Linked DNA regions of Anas platyrhynchos: region 1 is linked to region 2. Evidence: chromatin contacts called from public Hi-C data. All regions are on one chromosome and are shown on one strand. Each heading gives the region's core, a stretch centred on a gene start, on an enhancer-like site or on the middle of the called end of the contact. The rest is flanking DNA. Distances are from core to core; before and after follow the strand shown. Region 1 holds the start of RPL8 (ribosomal protein L8). Region 2 holds the start of ATP6AP2 (ATPase H+ transporting accessory protein 2).

Region 1 (3,322 bases), core at 373-2,872, 230 kb after region 2:
CGCACCTCGAGTACTGTGTTCAGTTTTGGGCCCCTCGCTACAAGAAGGACATCGAGGTGCTTGAGCGGGTCCAAAGAAGGGCGACGAAGCTGGTGAGGGGCCTGGAGAACAAGTCCTACGAGGAGCGGCTGAGGGAGCTGGGCTTGTTCAGCCTGGAGAAGAGGAGGCTCAGGGGCGACCTTATCGCTCTCTACAGATACCTTAAAGGAGGCTGTGGAGAGGTGGGGGTTGGCCTGTTCTCCCATGTGCCTGGTGACAGGACGAGGGGGAATGGGCTAAAGTTGTGCCAGGGGAGGTTTAGGTTAGATGTTAGGAAGAATTTCTTTACTGAAAGGGTTGTTAGGCACTGGAACGGGCTGCCCAGGGAGGTGGTGGAGTCACCATCCCTGGAAGTCTTCAAAAGACGTTTAGATGTAGAGCTTAGGGATATGGTTTAGTGGGGACTGTTAGTGTTAGGTTAGAGGTTGGACTCAATGATCTTGAGGTCTCTTCCAACCTAGAAATTCTGTGATTCTTTCATCAAACTCAATTACTTTAAGTATCAAATCCACTCTTCCTGCGCTCTCAAGATGAGTGTGTTCTGAAAGGATGAAGAAATTACGAGGTTTTGGGGGCATCAGGCTGGGTACACACTGCTTGGGGTCTCAGTCACTGACAACCAGAAAACAGCGACAGCGCACTGCCTGACACACTGGGGCACTGCCCACATGGCAGCACGGCCTTGCTTCAATTGGTTGTGCTTATAACTTTTTTTAAGATGCAGCCTACTCTCAGGGCACCTCCCTTCCCTCTCATGGTTCGTGCGTTACAGAGAACTCAGAGTGATGCAGAAGGACGCTCGAATTTCTGCATCAGCAAAGCTCTAACAGAAAACCGTGCTGCTGCCTACAGGTCATCCACTTTCCTACTGATATACAGCCACAGATTTCTCATTTAATGTTTTAAGGAACAGATTTAACAGAACATCAGGAGAGTATATAACAAGGAGCCAGCTTTAAGCACGATCCCTCACACACGCGAGGTTTGGGGGTGGGCCGCAGCCCCCTTTACCCACCCGCCGGCCGTACCTTGACGATGCCCTTGATGTAGCCGTGCCTCTCGGCGAAGTCGACGGCGCGGAGCTTGGCCGGGCCCTTCCTGTGCTTGACGTGGGCGCGGAACACGGACCCGGCGCCTTTCCTCTGGCCTCGGATGACGCGGCCCATGGCGCCCTGCGGGCACAGGCGACGGCACGGGGCCGGCCGTTAGCGCCGGGCAGCACCCGGCAGCTCCCCCCCTCCCCCCAATCCCCTCCGTGCCTCCCCCTCAGCCCTCCCGCCGCCATCACCGCCCGGCTAGGCCGCAGCGCGCCCCGCCGCCCTCCGCGGCGCAGCCCGGCCCGGCCGCGCGGGGAGATGAACGAAGGAGGACCCGAGCAGGGCCGGGGAGGGCGGCTGAGGGCCCGATGGCGCCGTCCGGGGCCGGATGGCGATGGATGGCGGCGGATGATGGCGGCCGCGCTCCTACCTGCGCTGCGGCCTCGCTGGGAAAGGAGGAGGCGCTGACGTCACCGCGGCGCCAAGGCTCTTCCGGCGCGCGGCGCGAGGGAGGGAGGGCGCGCGGCGGTGACGTCACTGCCTGGCAACCGGGCGGGCCCGGCTGCGGGCGGGGGGGGGGGCTGATGGCGGGGTTATTTATTTATTTTATTTTATTTTATTTTATTTTGGTTTATTATTTTTTATATTTTATTTTTGTTTTATTATTTTTTATGTTTTATTTTATTTATTTTTATTTATTTTTATTTATTTTTTATTTTTTCCTTATTTTTTCTCTATTTTTTATTTTATTTTATTTATTTTATTTCATCTTTATTTTTTCTTTTTTTCTTTTTCATTTTATTTTTATTTTTTCTTTATTTTTTCTTTTTATTATTTTTATTTTCTCTTTTTCTTTATCTATCTATTTATTCTTTTTTAAGATTTCTGTCCTGTCCTGTTCACACTAAGAAGCGACTTAAAATAAAAAAAAAACCCTCCAGCCACTTCACGCTGCCTGTGTCCGATTTTTATCAATACCATTTAGAGCGTAACTGGGAGATAACGCAAAGCACGGCGAGTGTCGTAGTGCTCCTAATCAGTTTGTGCCATGCCCTGGAAGGTGCAATGGAAAATGCCTTCATGCCTTTAACACCCCACTATGTCTTTAGCATCACAAGCCCTTCCCCTTCTTGAAGAGGTGGCTACAGCTGACCCAATTCACCTTTTCACTACTAATGGTCTATGTGTAGGCCCCACATAAGCAATCACTTTAAACTGAACCCAAGCATCCAATTTCTTAACAGCTAACCTTCAAGGTGCCAGCTGCTCAGCCCAAGCCCCGTTTGGGAGATTACAGCTTGAGATACTACCACAAACTGCTGCTGATTTTGGTTTACATTGATGCACAGAGTGACTAACTCGAGATTTTGATTTATGGCTCCTGATGGCCTTAGATGTGGGGGCAGCTTTTGCAACTAAATCCGACAAAAGTCCGAGCCTTAAGGAACTACCCACATTTCCAAATAATGCCCATAAATCCAGGAGATTGTATTGGTCACTCCCCTTTCACGTTCTGTGTAGCAAATTAATTAAGGACTTAGTAATCAATTACACAAGAAGAGACATGATTGTGTAATGATTTAGTACACTCATTAATTTTATTATCCTGCACCAACTAAACCCTGTATTCATTTTATTATTATTTAATTCATGGTGCAGTCTTGCACTGCTATCACCACGAAGTTGCAATCTTTCAATTATACCATGGGCTTGGTCAGCCACCTAGCAGCTAAGGCAGTGCAGCAACACGGACAATGAGTCCGAAACCAGAACAGTCCCTTGTTCCTCCCCACCAGCTTTTTGAATACTCTGAATATTTTTAGAGATGTCCATACCACGAGTGTGAAGAGCTCTGAGCTCACCATCTCAAGGGATGCAGTTTTAGCCCTTCCTCCTGGTAATGCTGAACTGTTACTACTCATGTGTATCACTGCAGCACCTCAGGCTGTGTTGCCACGTGTTGTTTTTTTTTTTGGGTCAGAGCATGCTGCATGCCCAGAGATGGTTGCAGTCCCAGTATCACTCAAACCAGCTCTTAGTGTTTTTCTGTCAGAGAAAAACGAAAGGAGGCTGGGAACAGTATACATTTGGACCTCACCTCTGCATGAGCTCACGTTTTCCTTAGGGTGCACAGCTGGATGCAAAACTGAAAGCCTCAAGAAAGTTTGGAGATCCCAGGGAAGGAATGTAAATAGATGTCAGAACTGCACCAGTGATGATGTAATTTCATAGTTGATTTCTCCTGC
Region 2 (3,563 bases), core at 509-3,008:
TTCACTCTCTTCGAGCACAGCTGGGATCTAAATTAAGCCTAGAGAAAATAGCTAGAACTCTGCCAGCCTCTAAAGTGATCGTATTATTCTCTTATACCAGGGCTTCACTGCAATGCAGATACCCAGTGGGCACCGAAAAGCAGCGCACAGAGTTAGTGAGAGCTGACTGTTTCATAATGAAATGTATTGCTTCTATTTGTTATTTTTTTGCAAAGAAGAAACCAAGATGAGAACAAGAACGTGTAAGATAGAAGAGAGATTTTTTTCACAAACCATCTTTCTATTGCGACTTCAAGAAGAAAAGTAATTCAAAGCAGAAAAGGAATGGAAGAATATCCAAATGCCATACTCTGATTTCTGTTCTATTTCTATTTCTATTAAGACTTAAAAAAATAAATATTTCTGTAAATATGAAAAAAAGTAAGTTGAAACTCTTCATAGCATGGCTTCCATAATTAATGCTTTATGGAAAACAATCTCAAGATAATCCTAACAAAATCTGAAATGACAGCTAACATGCCTAGATTTGAAATGCAGAGATAGTAGTGGATATAAGAGAAATAACTTCATTAAAGCAGTCTTATTTACCCTGTCCCCTTCTTTAACACTTCACATTTTAAAGAAATCCTTGATTTAGACAAAGGAAGAAACTTCTTCCTTTGTATTCTGCTTTCTCTGCTCTGCACTTCCCACTACATCTCCATCTAAGACATCATCACATACCCCTAACGCCCTCCAGCAGTTTCACAACCTTACTGCTTTGAGGCACTGTCCTGCCCCTATTTCTATCAACATTTTGGGTGTATATCCAGTCCAAACGGGGGCTGGACTAAGGGTGACTGTGCAGCTCACAGGAGCTCGCAAATACCACAAATGAGGTAGCACACATAACCTTCAACTGCAACCCATGGACGCACACGTTGTGCGAGCATCGTTAGCTTACAGGATAGTTTTTAACATGTATTTCTGTCTTTCTCAGTGAAGAGAATGGGCCAGGGTCACTGAAAAAGCAGTTATTCAATGTCCTTGTTTAATGATCGTCATCGTTATGTTCTCTTAGCCCTGCTGAGAAGGCAGGAGAGACCACAAGCGGCCTGGTCACACTCTTACTGTGGTGTCCACAAACTATTTGCATTTACTCTACAGCAGCCGTTGTGTGGTGCTGGTTTCGTCATGCGCCAAGCAGAGCATTAATTACGTGGGTGTTAATTGGAAGTGCCCGTGACTCGCACAGCGTGGTTTATGAAGGTTATGGTGACTTAAGGGGAGGCTGGCCGTGGTGCTTAGGGACACGGTTGAGTGGTGGCAGTGGGTGGTCGGACATGGAGCCCCTGGAGCCCTCCTCCAGCCCTAAGGGCTGTGGAACTGCCCCCATCACTAACGGCTCCCACACCCACTGCCCCTCACCGCGCCTCATGGAGCCTGTGATTGGTTGGTTTGCCTGTCAATCAGAGATTTTCCCTCCCCCCGCACGGCCGCGGTGAGGGGGCGGTGGGAGGGGCGAGGCCCTGACCTCTCGCGCTTCGATTGGACAAAGCGGTTGTCATTCACTCCCACTAGGCTCCGCCTCCTTGCCAATTTACCGGTAGGGGGAAATGCCGCAGAGCTCCCCCACGCGATCTGATTGGCCCAGCCGAAACGCCACTCAAACCACGGCCCCGCCCCCTAGCGAGGCAGCGCCTCACCTGACGGGCCGGGCCGGGGAGTGGGCGGGGCTATCCCCTCGGTCCCGCCCCTCCGCCGGGAACCCCGCCCTCTCATTGGCCGCGCCGGCTGCCCGTCAGCGCTCGGCAGGGGGGGGCCGGGCGTCTTCCCGGCCGGGCCTGGCAGTGCGGCGGCGGCCGGCGGCGGGGGTGCCATGGGGCGGAGGGGCGTGGTGCCCGCGGCGGTGCTGCTGGTCGCGGCCTGCCTGGCCGGTGAGGCGGCGGGGGCAGGGAGGGAGTGAGGTGGGCGGCCGGTAGCGGCTGGTAACGGCCGTAACGGTCGTTAACGGCCGGTCGCGCGCCTCAACGGCCAGGCCGCAGCGGTTGGGAAGGGGCGCGCGCGGGGGCGGGTGGGGGAGGGCTGGGGTTGGGGGGCGAGCGGCGGCTCAGCATGGGCTCTGTGGGCTGGGGGGGCGTCGTGTGGGGGCGGGGGCTGGCTGGGGAACGAGGGGACCCCAAAGGCCACCTGGTTCCGCCCCCCTGCCATGGGCAGGGACACCTCCCCCCAGCCCAGGCTGCCCAAAGCCCCATCCAGCCTGGCCTTGAGCACCTCCAGGGATGGGGCAGCCACAGCTTCTCTGGGCAGCCTATGCCAGGGCCTCACCAGCCTCCAGTTACAGAATTTCTTCCAAATATCTATCCTAAATCCATCTTCTTTCAGTTTAAACCATTCCCCCTTGTCCTGTCACTATTTGATTGAGCAAAGCTGTAATTGTAAATTCCTTCTTAAGCAAACTGTCATGGAAACCTGCATGTTTTTCAAGATATGGTTTGCTATACCATTACACTTGATAGCAGGCCACCCAGAGAACCTATATCAATTTAAAACAAAAGTGTTTTTGAACCGGCTCCGTATGCATCTGTTGATTTGGCCTCCTGCCTGCCTTTTGCCACCCTTCCCTGACCTGCTTCACAGTACTTTGTTCCTTTAGTGTGTTTATTGTAACATAGCTCAGGTTTACTGTCAACATTGGTATGCATGATCATGACCCAGGTTTAAAGCAACATCTTCAAGGTCGAATTGGTTAAACTAATGTCAAGACAAATTATAATTGCGCTTCACATCAGTTACTACTGATGCTTGCTTTTTTTATGTGTGTATGTGTAGGGCCTTTAGATTTACAGATCCCCTGGAGAAGTACTTTCTATAGCTGCTCAGGCTGGTAACTAATTTTCAGTGGTCATGAGAGTAGCTGCTTATATTTTCTTTAAAAGTTTACCACAAATGTGTAAGTTTGAAGCACGTAATCAGACTGATGGTGTAATTGGAACTGAAGCTTAGGTGGCCTGCAAGTATTTGTTGCTTTCTTCCTTGGTTTTCTTAAGCATTGTATCAGATCATTTTTATGGTAGAAGCATATTTCTGAAACTCTGCATTGTGTGTGTGACTGCTTACATACAGATTTGCACCAAATATGTTTTAGAATTGATTTAGATAAGCTGTTAGGTGTTTGTGTACACACAGTCTTGCTGTTCTGCCTAAGTGACGTTAAGTAGGCAGCTAGACTGAAATAACTCTCTCATTTCTATGTAGTCCTCTCTGACCTTATTACAGCATAAATGGCATTGTACTACACCCTACAAGGATATGTAGTCAGCTTTGTTGTTGAATGTAACAGGGAAGAGAGGAAAGAGGGATCCCAGGTAAGTGAAAACCCAGCACGAGGAGTACAGCGAGTCGTGGCTTTGCACAGTCAGCTGAGGCCCAGTGCTGCATCAAGCGAGAAGTCTTGTGACCTCCCGTGCTGGAGGAGGCAGGGCAGAGACACCGGAGCTGTTCTGCAGGAGCCAGACTGTTCCTGGCAGCGCTCTGTTTAAACCAGCGCTGATGAGCTCAACCGATCCTGGCTGCTCTGGGCT

Evidence for each region. A called contact is a pair of places that touch in the nucleus more often than the background predicts.
Region 1: a contact with region 2 is called in a Hi-C map of subcutaneous adipose tissue, with 2.9 times the contacts expected there. The contact joins the promoter of RPL8 here to the promoter of ATP6AP2 in region 2. A contact is called at or near these places in 3 of 8 Hi-C or Micro-C datasets (skeletal muscle and subcutaneous adipose tissue).

The regions. Positions count from the first base shown.
Region 1 is chr1:123,021,570-123,024,891 of IASCAAS_PekinDuck_T2T, forward strand. It overlaps RPL8 (ribosomal protein L8), which reads right to left and starts at 1,623. Exons shown (of 6, transcript XM_027449001.3): 1 at 1,507-1,623; 2 at 1,068-1,211. The coding sequence starts at 1,205. It overlaps LOC106014871 (a long non-coding RNA gene), which reads left to right and starts at 1,937. Exons shown (of 3, transcript XR_001186512.5): 1 at 1,937-3,322.
Region 2 is chr1:122,796,276-122,799,838 of IASCAAS_PekinDuck_T2T, forward strand. It overlaps ATP6AP2 (ATPase H+ transporting accessory protein 2), which reads left to right and starts at 1,759. Exons shown (of 9, transcript XM_027449006.3): 1 at 1,759-1,916. The coding sequence starts at 1,859.